Regions from separate parts of the Mus musculus genome. Here region 1 is linked to region 2. The links are chromatin contacts, called in public promoter capture Hi-C maps. All regions are on one chromosome and are shown on one strand. The core of a region is the stretch at or near the end of the contact, and the rest is flanking DNA. Distances in the headings are between cores, read along the strand shown. Region 1 holds the start of Klri2 (killer cell lectin-like receptor family I member 2). Region 2 holds the start of Klrc1 (killer cell lectin-like receptor subfamily C, member 1).

What was found. Promoter capture Hi-C pulls out the DNA fragments that hold promoters and counts their contacts.
Region 1: a contact with region 2 is called in a promoter capture Hi-C map of macrophages, with 8 read pairs. The contact joins the promoter of Klri2 here to the promoter of Klrc1 in region 2. A contact is called at or near these places in 2 of 39 promoter capture datasets (liver and macrophages), 34 of 484 Hi-C or Micro-C datasets (the AML12 cell line, the Ba/F3 cell line, the C2C12 cell line and 24 more), 4 of 115 datasets of contacts at active chromatin or transcription factors (CD8 T cells, Th17 cells, effector CD8 T cells and 1 more) and 3 of 9 other capture datasets (adipose tissue, liver and macrophages).

Annotation. Positions count from the first base shown.
Region 1 is chr6:129,736,870-129,744,170 of GRCm38.p6, forward strand. Klri2 (killer cell lectin-like receptor family I member 2) reads right to left here and starts at 3,615. Exons shown (of 6, transcript NM_177155.4): 1 at 3,336-3,615; 2 at 2,199-2,291; 3 at 1,990-2,058. The coding sequence starts at 3,549.
Region 2 is chr6:129,677,213-129,683,911 of GRCm38.p6, forward strand. It overlaps Klrc1 (killer cell lectin-like receptor subfamily C, member 1), which reads right to left and starts at 1,761. Exons shown (of 7, transcript NM_001136068.2): 1 at 1,512-1,761; 2 at 1,084-1,185; 3 at 553-603; 4 at 1-110. The coding sequence starts at 1,698.

The sequences.
Region 1 (7,301 bases), core at 2,365-4,864, 62 kb after region 2:
CTATTCACCATTCTACTTGTAAAATGATCAGTGATTAGTAATTAGTAATTAGAGATTAGTAATGAATGAGATAATACAATCAAATCATGACCTTGAGAAAGTAATCAATAATATAAAGGAAAAAGTATTATGGAAGAGAAAGCCACAAGAAAATTTAAATTTCTGAAAATAAACACAAATAAGTAAATAAATAAAAAATGTTGGAAAAACTCAGTGAACCAAAAACAAAACAAAACAAAAACAAAAACAAAAACCAAACCAGAACAAAACAAAAAGCCACAAGAAAAATATCATCATTAAATAAGGACAAATAGAAAAGAAAATGAACTGAACAAAGGTGAAGGGCCTGGTCAAGAAGTACCACATTCACTGCTATAATTCATGTGGGCAATCAATGGAAATGTAAGTACAGCTTTCATGCCTGAAAAAGAGTCAAAAGCTAAGTATCTGTGGGTAGAAGGATCAGAGAAAAATAAAATAAGGTGTAGAAAAATAGAGCATAAAATATGTTCAATTAAATTGTACCAGAAATGTACACAAAGAAAGACTACGAAATGAATGTCTAAGGACAAGAAGCATTCTGAACCCCAAATAGACTGGAGTAGAGAATCCCTGTGTGGAATAATATAATAATGATATAAAGAATAAATATAATGAAAGTATGTTAAAATCAGTGAGGAAAACACAACAGCAAATGTTAAAATGTGCCTGATTTTAACAAAAATCCTCAAAGTAAAGAAAGTGTGAGATAAGATAGCTAAAAACCCAGTAATAAATAACTGTTAGCCAACCAAGATTGTGGTAGTCACCAAAGGTATCTGTCAACAGCAATTGGGAAATTTTATGTACTTCAGGGCAAATACAAGCTAAAGCAATTTGTGATGATCAATTTGGCATTGTAAAAATACACAGAAATTGTAAGCATGGATTTGTAAGTAAAACAGAGTTAACCGACAGAAGCAGGAAAGAATACATTTCATGAGCTGTGCAAGTGGGTTAAATCAATTGCAAAAGACTCCATCATGTTTCATATAATCCGCAAAACAACTAATAAAGCTAGAGGTTGGGACAATAAGCGATAATCCAACTAATCAGATAAACAGCTAGTAAAACTACAGGAAGTAGGAATGTTTGAAAACTTTTCTACAGCTCTTTGTATATATTTGTGTGTGCATGCACATGTGCATGTACACATGTTTATGTGTTTACTTGTGGAGATCAGAAGACAGCTTCAAGTATCATCCTGTAGCTGCCCCTACCTTGTGTTGTGTGTGTTTTTGTTTGTTTATAAATTTTCTTTGCAGCTTGTGGATTTCTTGATTTACTTTTGAGACAAGATCTTTCACTGACTTATAACTCACCAAGAAGTGAACTCCAGAGTTTTGTTTTAACCATAATAGGGTTAGGATTACAAAAGCGATCTTGCATGGCTTCTTGACATGGGTTCTGGGAAGCTAAGATATTCATGCTTGAAATGCAAGCCCTTTACTGACCCACTTGTCTCCAAGGACATTTGTTTTTTATTTTCCTTATTTAATGTCTAAGAGAAGAGTTGCTTGGCTGTGGGCAAACTCTTCTTGCGTAGCATCCTGGCCATATTCTGACATGCCCGTCTTTTCATATTTTTTCCGTACTCATAGTATGAAGTCCTAACACTTGGGACTATGATTTATATTTGTTGCTAGTTAATTACAATACATTTGATATTGTTTTCAAGCTATCTAGATAAGGGGACAATGTCAATAGTTCATATTTGTATTCACTATACTTATACCTAACAATGAAATAAAACAGTATTCACTTTTATTTATAATAATTTAGATTTTTTTCACATTCTACTGTTATTTTTTTCTTTCCCTGAGGGGGAAAAATGAATATAGAACACTACATTTGTTCATCGTTCTCATTGAAGTCTGTGGATCTAAGGAAGAGTCTACCCTCCTCCCCAAAAAAAGTGCTGGAAATTAATTGTAAAAAACACATACTTACCATCATTCCTGTCACATAGAGGATCAAGAAGGGAGAACTTTCTGCTTTGTTTTTCTCCTTTAGAAAATACTGCAACAAAATTGCATCAGTAATAAATAGTATTTAGCATACATTTGCTAGTGCAATATAATATTTAGTCTTCATAGTGAGTTGCTATAGCAATAGTAGGCTGATTATAAGAAGAACAAATTCTTTTTATAGTTACTTACAGCTTGGAATCAAGAAGCCCACTTTTGTGACCAAAATAATGCATAACGTTGCTAAGATGACAGTTATCATTTGCCATGTTGTCAGCCAGGGATCTAGACACAACAGAAAGAAGACAGGAGAGAGTTTCTCACTTTTAAGGCTTGAAGACAATTTCTTCTCATTCTCCCGAGTCTTCATAATACTGTCTAATTTTTCAGAGGTCAATCCTGAAGTTTCTTGGTGGCCTTACCAGCCTACTTTATGCTCCAAAGTCCTTCATGTCAACTCCTTGTTGTTTTTCTTTCTACACATTGAAGTTCAGGGTTGGTTATCACTCTTCCTACTTTAATATGCTTTATTTCTAATTCTTCCCCATTGTAAATTCATGTCTCCTTGTTGTGATCCTTTCTTTGGTGATGAAATCTTGCAAGTTGCTTCTCTCTGATAAACATTTTCTCTCAGTAGTTTCTATCTGCAGTGCTGCCTTCTAACATCAGTCCTTCCTGCCCATCCCTATCTCCATGTTGGAGATCAGCAGCTTAAATACAATGTCTTTATGGTTTTTTCCCTCTTAGTTACTGAGATGCATCTGTTCATCTTCTGACTTTCACTGCATAAGCCAATAGGAAGAAACCGTTGTCTCATGGTAAATTTACTAAAATAAACAATCATTTAAACTAAGAATCTTGTTACCCTATATTCTAACATCATTCAACCCCTAAATTTGAATACCATTAACTCACTAAGTATGAAATCTTATAAGTTTTACTTCCAAAATGTTTTTACAATTTTTCTATAATATGCCATGTGTTTGTGTGGGGCTGAATTAGGCTAAATAGTATTTTTTTAAAATCAATAATTACTTTTAAAATAACATGGGGATAAATAGAAAGAATACAACTTCTATACAGTTATGTGTACCATTCCATCAAGTAATACAATCTCTTGAGACCTGAGTCATTGATATTTTAGGGGTAATAAACAGAGACTCTTTAAGCACTAATCTGTTTCATGGTAGTATTTTGAAATAGTTAAGATGCTAAAAATGCAGACATTTAGGATAGTGTCACAATCTAATGGTTTTGAGGAGATAACAACCCACATGCAAGAATTGAGATCTAGCCTTGACAAAATACATACAAAATATATTATCATACCTATTCCTTTGCCCACATCGAATCCTGTCCTGGGCTGGGGGTGGAATATTCTGTGAACTTTCAGTTCCTGTTTTTTCTGTTCTTCTCTCCACACAGTAGATCTCTGGTCTGTCTTCGAGGGTCTCTGCTTTTCTTGAAATGTGGGAGATTTTGTTCCTATGTTAATAATCTCCTGCTTGTTTGTTCCATGTTTAATATGCTTTTTCTTGTGCATTTTTTTTAGTCCTGAAAAGACTGGACTAGCTTCCTCTCAGTCTTGGTAACTTGCCTCTACTGCTCTGCAACATCTTCCATGCAAAAAAAAAAAAAAACATAAAGAGTACAGTTCTCACTTCCTACTGCACCAGTGAGAGATGCCCTAGTTCTGATACAGTCTATGCAGAGGGAACAATGACAAGTGCATCTGTGATGATAAAAGTAAATACACACTGACAATGAAAAGCTTGCTACAGGTATAATATGTTATTCTGTGAATCTCTCTCTCTCTCTCTCTCTCTCTCTCTCACACACACACACACACATTAGTTTACTTCAAGGAGTGGTGTGATTATAAAAATATTGCTGATCAAATATTTATAAATTATAGTTATATAATTTTATAGGGGGAGGAATTAAAATATCCACTACTTTAAAAATAGATGACAAAATAATTCATAGTGATAAAAATAAAAAGAAGCTGTTAAAATTCTATCTCACACAGAGTTGCATTACTAATTTCATATAGTTTTCACCCACAACCTTTAAATAAACAAAAATGTGTATATAAAAAAAGACATGATAAAAGACTGAAAAGAATAGATAAATTGTTTAAGCTTTAGGTATATGTAGAAGAGGAAAAGCTTTTAAATACATTTCGTTAATAATAAAATTACATACAAAAATTACAAAAGCTTTCTATCATTAATCGAAAAGAAGAAGAAATGCAAATGAAAAGGTCCATGATATGACATTCTTATCTGGAAAATCATCTGTAATTGCACATGTTGGAGAGCATGCAGGAAAACAAAATGGGTATCTTTGGCATATGCAACTAGATAAGATACTAACTGTATTGTGTCCATCTTTCTAGGAAAGATTTGTCAGAAAGTTCAGAAAGCTAAATAATATGTGCACCCTACTGATTGAACCACTGTAAACACTCATAAAATAGCAGTCTACTTATATATTGTCTGATAATTGGGAAGACTGACAGTTGTTGAAAGTGTAAAGTAAAGACTGGAGCTTAGAAATTCATTGTGTTTAGGAAGAGACCATCAGTACTGAGGTAAAATCTTGGAAGTGTTTTCTGAGAGCACATCGATGATGTGTACTTCTGGGTATCAGCTGAACTTGGTAGTGTAAGAGCCACCTAGATGGCACTAATTTTGAAAGAGTGAAGAAGTCATATAGAGCATCTGAGGCTTGGCACTGTGAGAAGCCCGAGAAGACTGTTGTCTGAGGTTATATCCTCAGTGACAACAGAAGACCTCATTCATTTAGAGATATTAGTACAATGGGATGACCAATAAGAACAGCAGCATTTTTGGAGTAGATTCTGCCTGAGCTTAGAGGCCAAGCTGTGTGTGCTGCAGACAGCAGACTAGTAAAGTGAGTCAAATCTCTTAGAGGAATTCATCAGATTGAGAATGAGCTCAAGACATTGAAAATTGAGTTATACTGTTGGAGATTGGTTTAGCTATGTTCACATTATGTCTTGACCTGCTTCTTCCCTATAGACAAACATTAGATGGAGTTTGGATCTTTTGTGGAAGATTTGGCAGAATGATTGAGGAACCCAGATGGGATAGAGGAACAACTAGTCTGCAGTCTTGCAGGCTCCCAGAAACTAAACCAGTAATCAAAGAGCATGCAAGAGCTTGACCTAACCCCAGCACATATTACATACAGAGCAGATATGCAGCCAGCATGGTCTTCAAGCAGGTCTTCCAACTATGGGAGTGGGTTTTTCCCTGATTGTGTTGGCTGCCTTGGTCATTTTCTTAATTACTGATTTATGGGGGAGGGCACAGCCCATTATTACCCCTGGGCTGGTGGTCCTGAATTCTCTAAGAAAGCAGGATGAGCAAGACATGAGGAACAAGTCAGTAAGCAGCACCCCTCCATGGCCTTTGAGTCATCCCCTGGCTCCAGATCACTGACCAGTTTGAGTTCCTGTCATGATTTCTGTGATGTAGAAGCATAAGCTCAATAACTCTTCTTCCCCTGCCACCAAAAACAGAAATGTCGAGGGCAAAAGAGGTAAACCAACTGCAAGACGATGGGACTCATCACTCTATTGCTTATAGAATGATCACATTCCATGACTTCATAAAAACTATTTCCCCTTAAGATATCCCTTCAGATGACATGAATGGGGTGTGATGTAACATCCAAAAATGACAGCTATCTGAAACATAGATGAAACAACTGAATAAAAGCAACTGCAAGCACCCACTGGAAGAGTCACACTGGATATGAGATCTTAGTTATGACCAAGATGTGTCAGACTAAGAAATTATGCTATTTTCCACTTTAAAAATATTCAGGCATGGTCAGGGAAGATGATTCAGCCTTTAAAGGTTAAACTCACAGCCAAAAATATTGAAGCGGCATTGTAGGTTATATAGACCTAAACATGATTCTGATCTCTAGTCCTGCCTCATTTGGGGTATTCCCAATACTGGGGACACTTGTCAGTCTTCACCCACTATCTCCTTTCTATACAGCTGGATAATTCTGTGACTCCATTTGACCTGTGCATCTAGGATGACTCTCCCCCTATAGAGAAAGGATGATTTAGGAGTCTATTTGAAAACCTCTTCCAACACTCTACACTGCTCTTTACCTATTTTGTCTTTTCTCGCTTAGTAAAATTGTAATTCTTTATAAATTTATATCTTGTCCGAGAAGCTAAGAGATTGTAGAATAGAAACAATTTCCTATGAGAAGAATTCAAGGTCATCAAACTGAAAAATTTGTTTTGACTCTGACAAATATGCTGTTATATAATTTCTGTTCATTGGACTCTCACAGATCTGAATTTTATTTTATTGCCTGTTCTCCATTATTGTCAAATCTCTGTTTATTCCACATTATCTTTCATTCTTAATGGATGAGTCATATCAGAAGAAAATAAGAGCCTGTAGGGTATCAGATGAACATACTCTTAGCCACTCCAAGCATGTTTGTATGTCAAGCCTTGATCCTCTCCTCTCAGTATACTGTGCACTTTTTCTCTGAAAAATGTCTGTCTCATCTCATCTGAAACCACCACACCTGTCTGGCAGATTTCACAAATAGTTTCCCCACTAACCTTCCTTTAAAATTCCATCCTTAGTTGTTGTCTTAGGCACTGTTCAAGTGTAGTGAAGAAACACCACTCTCAAGGCAACTCTTATTAAGGAAAGCATTCTGAGTGCTTGCTTACAGTTTCAGAGGCTCAGTCCATTATCATTACAGAAGAAAGGATGGCAGCCGGAGAAGTAGATGAAAGCTACATTCTGACCCATAGGCAGTAAGGAGAGAGAGAGAGAGAGAGAGAGAGAGAGAGAGAGAGAGAGAGAGAGAGAGAGAGAGAGAGAGAGAGAGAGAGAGCTCCTGTGATTGGTGTGGGATTTTGAAACCTCAAACCCCAAACCCATCTCAACCCAGTGACACACTTTCTCCAACAAGACTGCACCTAGACCAGTAACTGCATTTTCTCCTAATTCCTCTATTCTTAATTTTCTTTCTTCTTAATTTCATATAAGGATAAAGGCAAATTACACATTACATTTACACAAACAAATTATGCTGTACTTTTTCCTATTAACTTTTGTCTTGACATTTGACCTCATATGTTTTTGTGTTATGCGGAATCATTTCATTTTAACCTGAATGTCTTTTGCTAAGCAAGTATAGTTATAAGAAGTTTCCCAGTTTTGGTTTACCAGAACTTTTACATTTATCCTAATGTTTGTAGAGTAGTATAGTTTGAGAATAGTATAC
Region 2 (6,699 bases), core at 511-3,010:
ATTCCAAGATTTTCTCTCCATACCAATGAAATAACAATTGTGAGAATATGATATCCACTCCTTTGGACAATGAGGACAAGGCTGTGCTGAAGATAGAGTGTAGTTTATATCTAGAGGCAACATGAACGTAATAATGAAATTAATATGTATTTATAGGTTTCAACATTCATGTAGAATATATATCAATGCAGCCAAGAGGCTAGTCATTATAAAACAAAATATACAAGTACTCAATACTCAAAATACTCAAGTACACAAGCAAAGAAAAGAGTTGCCCTCTGGCCCTGTGTTTATGTGTCTATCTGAAGCAAGAAATAAGTATTTATCCTACAGATTTTTTCAAAGTCATGGATAAAAAGTTTTATTCTAGAACAGTGAAATTCATTTTTGTCTTATTAGAGTTTGTTCTTAATGTTTATTTATGAACATGCAGCATTCATATTTCCAGGTTGTTTTCTTCCTAAAAACCTAATATCTTTGCATAATAAGACGAAAAATATACAATGTACAAATATCAGAACAAATATCAGAACTTTGACAAGCAAAATGTACCTCTGTGGGTTCTAGTCATTGAGGAATTGATCTGTGCCTTTGCTTCGGTATCTGAAGAGTTAAAATATTCTTATTAAATTAACACCCAAAATAATTGTAACAATTTTAGTTTCTTAATCTGAGTCTGTTGTACCATTTTGAATTAGGACACTGTGAAGTACAATTTTAATTGCCCCCCCCCCACCCATGTGAAAAACTTTGGAGAAAATTACTTCAATGAAAGCCCAAATTTCAACATCTTTTACTGTGTAACCTATGACAAAACCACTTTCCAAACAGTTTTCACATCTCAGTAAAGAATCTCCAAGGCTCTGAACTATGTGTTTAAGTTAGGGAATCATTGAAAAATCAAAAGCAAACATTTATACAATTCCTCTGATAGTCATAATATTCTGAATATCATAACAACCATTCCACATTTAATACAAATACATACTTTAAACTAAACTGTCCTTGATAGGAAGTTTTGAAAGGCACTTCCAGTCATTAAAGTGGAAAGTTCCTTTATAGTCTTAAAAAAAGCATGCTTACATGGTGTGGCAACTGTAGTAATTACAACCACAGCGACAATTAAGACAAAACAGATGAGGCCCAGGGTACCAGCAATGAGTTTCTCTGGAGGAGATGGAAAACCTTCAGAGAGAAATGCAAGGGTTTATGAAGGTGGCTGTTCACAAGGTTTATGAACACAAAAAACCTACATACACATTGAGACAAACAGATAACCTCTGATCCCCGGCTCTTCTCCATGCAGTGATCTGTTTGTAGGCAGTACTGTTTTACTTTTGGTGAACAGAGCGATCCAGAAAGTCTTACAACAGAGTGAAATCTACGCTCCCAATTTACAAAAGCATAGGTCAAGTGAGAACTACGGCCCTCCCAAAAAAGACCATTTCTACCTCTGCCCACACCTCTTCATGGCCCTGGCATCGCAGTGCAGGGTCCACCCAGTGGCTCACCTTTGCAGGGGCAATTCCTGCAGATCCAGGGATGCTCCTGAGAAGGATTTTGAAAGCTGAAGTCCGAATAGATGATTTCCTGCTCGATGACTGAAATGGAGCTGCGAGGACCCCTTGGTTTCCTGTGCTGGTTCCTTGAGTTCTTTGCCACCTTCAGTTCTGCATAGGTGACGCGTTCATTACTCATGTCTGCAGCTAGTGATGTGCTGAGGCAAAGGTACACAATCTGATGAGGCCAAAGGAGGAGGAGTTTGGAACAATGGCACTCATTTTGCAGTTGGAAATTTAAACCTAATCTATTTTTCTTCCCTTGGACAATGAATACGAGTGCTGTGGTAACAACAACAACAACAGCAACAACAACTTTTGGCAAAATATTTTTGATAAGGCAACAACTTAATGGGGAACAAAGATGCTGACAAACCAAAGAATTGTTTTATAAATTAAATTTAGTTTTCATAGGACTAACACCATGAAATAGGTAATGCTTACACCAAAGATCCCAACACTAATAGAAATGAATGTTGAATTCATTTCAAATTACTTTTTAAAATTATTTTCAGAATTTCACATAATTTCTATCCCCCTCTCTTCCCTTCCAACCTGTTTCATTCCTTCCTCCCTCTCTGAAATTCATGATCTCCTCTTTAATTATCATTGCTATATTTTTATCTGTGCATGCACACACAGCAATCAGCTAAACTTTAGTAATAAATTAAAATCCAATAATGAGAAAATCTGACTTCTCTAGATAGGTAACCTAGGAAGGTTGATACATATATATGTGTATAAAACATGCATATGATTTTAATAGCTAATGTATTTATTAAAATATGTTTGATGTAAAATTTATTTTATTTGGAATAATTGAGTTCAGAGAAATGACTAAAACTTAAAGGATATTGTACATTCTTGAAAATGCTATGTCAAAAAAATCATGCTTAAAACAAATGATATTCAAAATATTTCAAAGACCATTTTAATTCCATTTTATTTAAAAAAATTAGCCAACAAGTGAAACTATAACATGAAAAAATGATTCATAGTAGAATGATGATTCAAAATTTCCCAAAGAGTCCAAGGCTGCCAAATTGAGTGTCATTTTAGTCACATAAAATACAATTGTAATAACCCAATATAATTTAACAATTCAATCAGTTAGCCCTGGAATAAGTGAGATCTAGAATTAATTCTGGTTTTAAAACTTGTGTGACTCTTGAGAAGTTAGTAATAGCCCTGTGCATTAATCTAAAATGAAAAAAAAATCATGTAAGGCAATTAGTACTCCCCTCTGGCATGCAGAGCTCTCAATAAATACTACCTATTTAAATCAATATTTTAGTTTCCACTTTCACTATTGTTCTTCACCACTCAGTGAGAGAATCCTTTTAAGAATCTGCACCCTCTGGGATAAATTGATATGGTTTCATCCAAAGAGCCACAGCACATAGATTTCAACACGTAGAATTCACACTTCATCATCAGGTCCTCCGTAGTAGTAGGTTTAATTATATTCATAAAGGAACAGAAATGCAAGAGGGTGACTAACTCTCCATAGACAACAAGGACAGAACTATGAGATGGTCCCCAGTGTGTTCCAGATGATGGCTAACTCTCCATAGACGATGACAAGCACTTTGAGACGGTCCCCTGTGTGTTCCATGCACTTGGCTTTATCTGAGCTGTTTAAAGGCATCTATGTTCCAGTTTGTTCCTCTGCATCTGAACGGTGCCTCAGTTGCTCCACATGTAGCATTTGCAGTGTTCCCTTAACTGACTGGGCAGGTGGAGAGAAGGAAGCAGTGATAAGCTCCCTGTATTGGCAGAAAGCCAGGCTTCCTGCAGTGAGGTGTGGTTGTCACAGGCAGTCTGTGAGAGCCAAGCACCAAAGGGTTTGTCTGTGGCAGAAATCTAGGGCAGCAGTGACTGTGAACTTTGAAGGTTGCCCCATGAGCCTCAGAGTGAGTCAAGTGTGGAGAAGGAGATTTCTCACTAATGTGTCATTGAAGGTTGAACAGGAAATTCTCATACTCAGAGAAGCTGATTTTGAAATCAGTTTTTTCATCACACACCTTTACAGCAGAGAATGCTTTGGGTTCTTGTGGAAGGTACAAAGTGTCTCTCAGTGTTTTGCACAGTGTGGTCTTTTCCAACTGTTTCCCTAAAATTGTATATGTATAAGATAAAGCCATTGGGGCTAGAAAAGTGGCCATACATGAAATTAATTGTCTTCTACCGCAATCATAATAATTATCCTGATAGAAGAGAAACTTAAGATTTGTAAGCCTTGATTTTACACTAGTATACTGGTTTGTTTTCTGTTCCCTTCATCCCCATCCTCTCTCTCTTCTTTCCTAATTTTACAAGAGCTTCAGCCTTAGACTTCTTGTGTCAAGTGAATATAACATTATAACACACACACACACACACACAATCTATATCTATATCCAACATTATAATACACACAGAGACATATTTATTTAGAGAGATAGATAGATACTATATCTTAAATTTTAACTATACCATGATGGAAAAATTTTAAAATCATAGGAATATTATAAATACATACATGTATAGTGCTATTTGTTACTGATATTCCTGAGAAGTGAGCATATTTTCAAACTCTTATGGCTGGCACAGAAGACACCACTGCACACTCATGTTTTCAAACTCCTATGTTTATGTTTGAGATCTTATAATTAATCATTTATTTAATTTTATGTGTGAAGGTGTTTCATTGTGTATAGAAGTTTCTTCATGTATGTCTCTGTACCATGTCTATGCTTAGTGTTCTTGGAGGGCAGAAAATGGCATTGGATCTCCTTAAACTGGAGCTATAGAAGAATGTATACCACCATGTGGGTCCTGGGGATTGAACATGAAACCTCTGGATGATCAGAGTGTGCTCTTAACAATTAAGATATGTTCCCAACACCCTTATGTTTTATTTCATAATTAAAATAGTAATTTATAGGATTCTCTGACAAAACTGTCACTATCAGGAGGATTTAAATTAAATCACCTATTTTTGACATTACATAATCTTGGCATGGAAGCCTAAACACAGTAACAAAACACTTAGAAGGAAATAAGCAAATTCAGTTTTTAAAATTTAGGGATTGAATAAAAACTCAGTAGCATTTTAATTTAGAAGTCAGAAACTGAAAAAAGTGCCTTTAAAAATAACATCATAAAGAAGGAGTAGGTAACACAGTTTTATTGGTTAAAATGAAGAGGTTGGGAATACAGAAAAGTTAGAGGGTTTGTGGCTGGATGTGCAATAGGTACACTGGCAAGAAGCAGCACAGTTCTGTCAAAACAAGCAAGTAAGCAAGCAAGCAAGCAAACAAAAACAGAGACAACAACAACAACAACAACAAAAAAAGCAAAACAAACAAAACCAAAAAAAAAAAAAAAAAAAAAAAAAAAAACCAAGCCAGGCTCTATGAAGCCCCTACCCAATTCAAGGAACATTCTCACATTTTGAAGGGGTAAGAATCAGCAGTTAACAGCCCTGGCTGCTTTTTCAGAGGACATGTGTTCAACACTTACATGACAAGTCAGAACCATCAGTAACTCCAGTTGGAAGCTGGGGTCTGGGGTGGAATCTGATTCTTCCAGCCTCCAAAGGCATTTACACATATAGTATACAGAACATGCAGCCAAACCACCCAGACACATAAACAAACAAACAAACAAACAAACAAACACTACTGCTCTTCTCTCTAGTAAACACTTCTTCTCTCTAGTAAACTTAGTAGGGTAAAGGGAAGTCTTAATTGTTAAAGTGACAAAAGTAGAATAGCCTTAAAGGGACTCTCAATAAGGAATTGTCTATAATAGGTTTGTCTGTGAGCCAATCTAATTCCTGAATCTAGTGTTCTTAACTTGGATTTTTGCTTCACGTTGGGCACCAGATTAACAGACTTTCACAGGCTTTCCAGAAACACAAATGATGATACAGTCTTAATAATATTAATAAGTCTAATTAAGACTTATCCTTAGGTCTTAGTTAGGCATTCTCCCAACTATTCTATACCAACCAATTCTGGTCTATGTCCTGCCCCTTGATAATTTTTACCTCTTTCTCCTCTCTGAATGTTGTTCCATCTCCAAGTCCTCTGACAAATCTCTCACAAATCTGACAAATCAATCTTCTCCTAGCTTCCCTTTCTCTTTAGGCAAAAGTTCCACCTTCTACTTCCTCCCCAGAGATTGACTGTCAGCTCTTTATTAAAGTAAATCAGAGAATTCCTTAGTCAAGTAAAGAAGGAGCAAATATTTATAAAATATGAGAATGGCGATGAGCCATTAACTCTCTGCTGGTACAGAATTAACAAATGAATATACAGAAGACACACCTTTGCACACTGTGCCCCAACACCTACTAGTAAGGGATTTTGTTAATTGGGCTAATTGGGATAGAAAGTGAGTGTGAGGGGGGTGGGTCTTGGATTGAATGAAAAGAGGAAAACTACTGACCACCATTATGTGTGCATTAATTCATTGCTTCTTTTCTTGAGTGTGAAATAATGTGATTAGGCACTTCAATTTCCTTCTGTGTTGAATTTGCAATGATGAATTGTAACCTGGCATTATGAACCAATAGGCCCTTCTCCTTTAAATAGATTTTGTCGGGGTATTTTATCACAACAACAGAAATGAAAATAAGATTGGTAGTTAAACCATTATACACATTCCTGCATCTAGTCCATCTAACTATAACAAACTGAACTGTGGGTAAATCGTTTCTCAACCGACCTCTGCTTATTCTATGAAAGGGAGTACCACAGACTGCTCCAGGGGTGAACAAAGGGAAGAGAAGTGGTAGGCCACGCCTTCTAACTGTAGATAGTAGAGTCTGGCCCTTACCACTGTTTGACTTGGTCTATCTCTGTTACCTGTTGACACTTTACTGACTTCTTGTCTTTGTGATCTTATCTGCTGGAATAAACCTTGATAACATTCTCTACTTTTTCCCGAGCCTGAATTCTCCTATGGAAGGATCAAAAATCAACTACTGCAGCAGTTGGGATGTGAGGGATGCAAGGGGAGGCCTGTTTTTTTCCTTATCCACAACAATAGATTGAACTGAAGGAGTTATATTTTTGTCATTGCTTTACACACATAGATGTGTTCCTTATGTTCTTTTATTTATTTATTTTTCTTCTTGAGACAGTACCTAGCC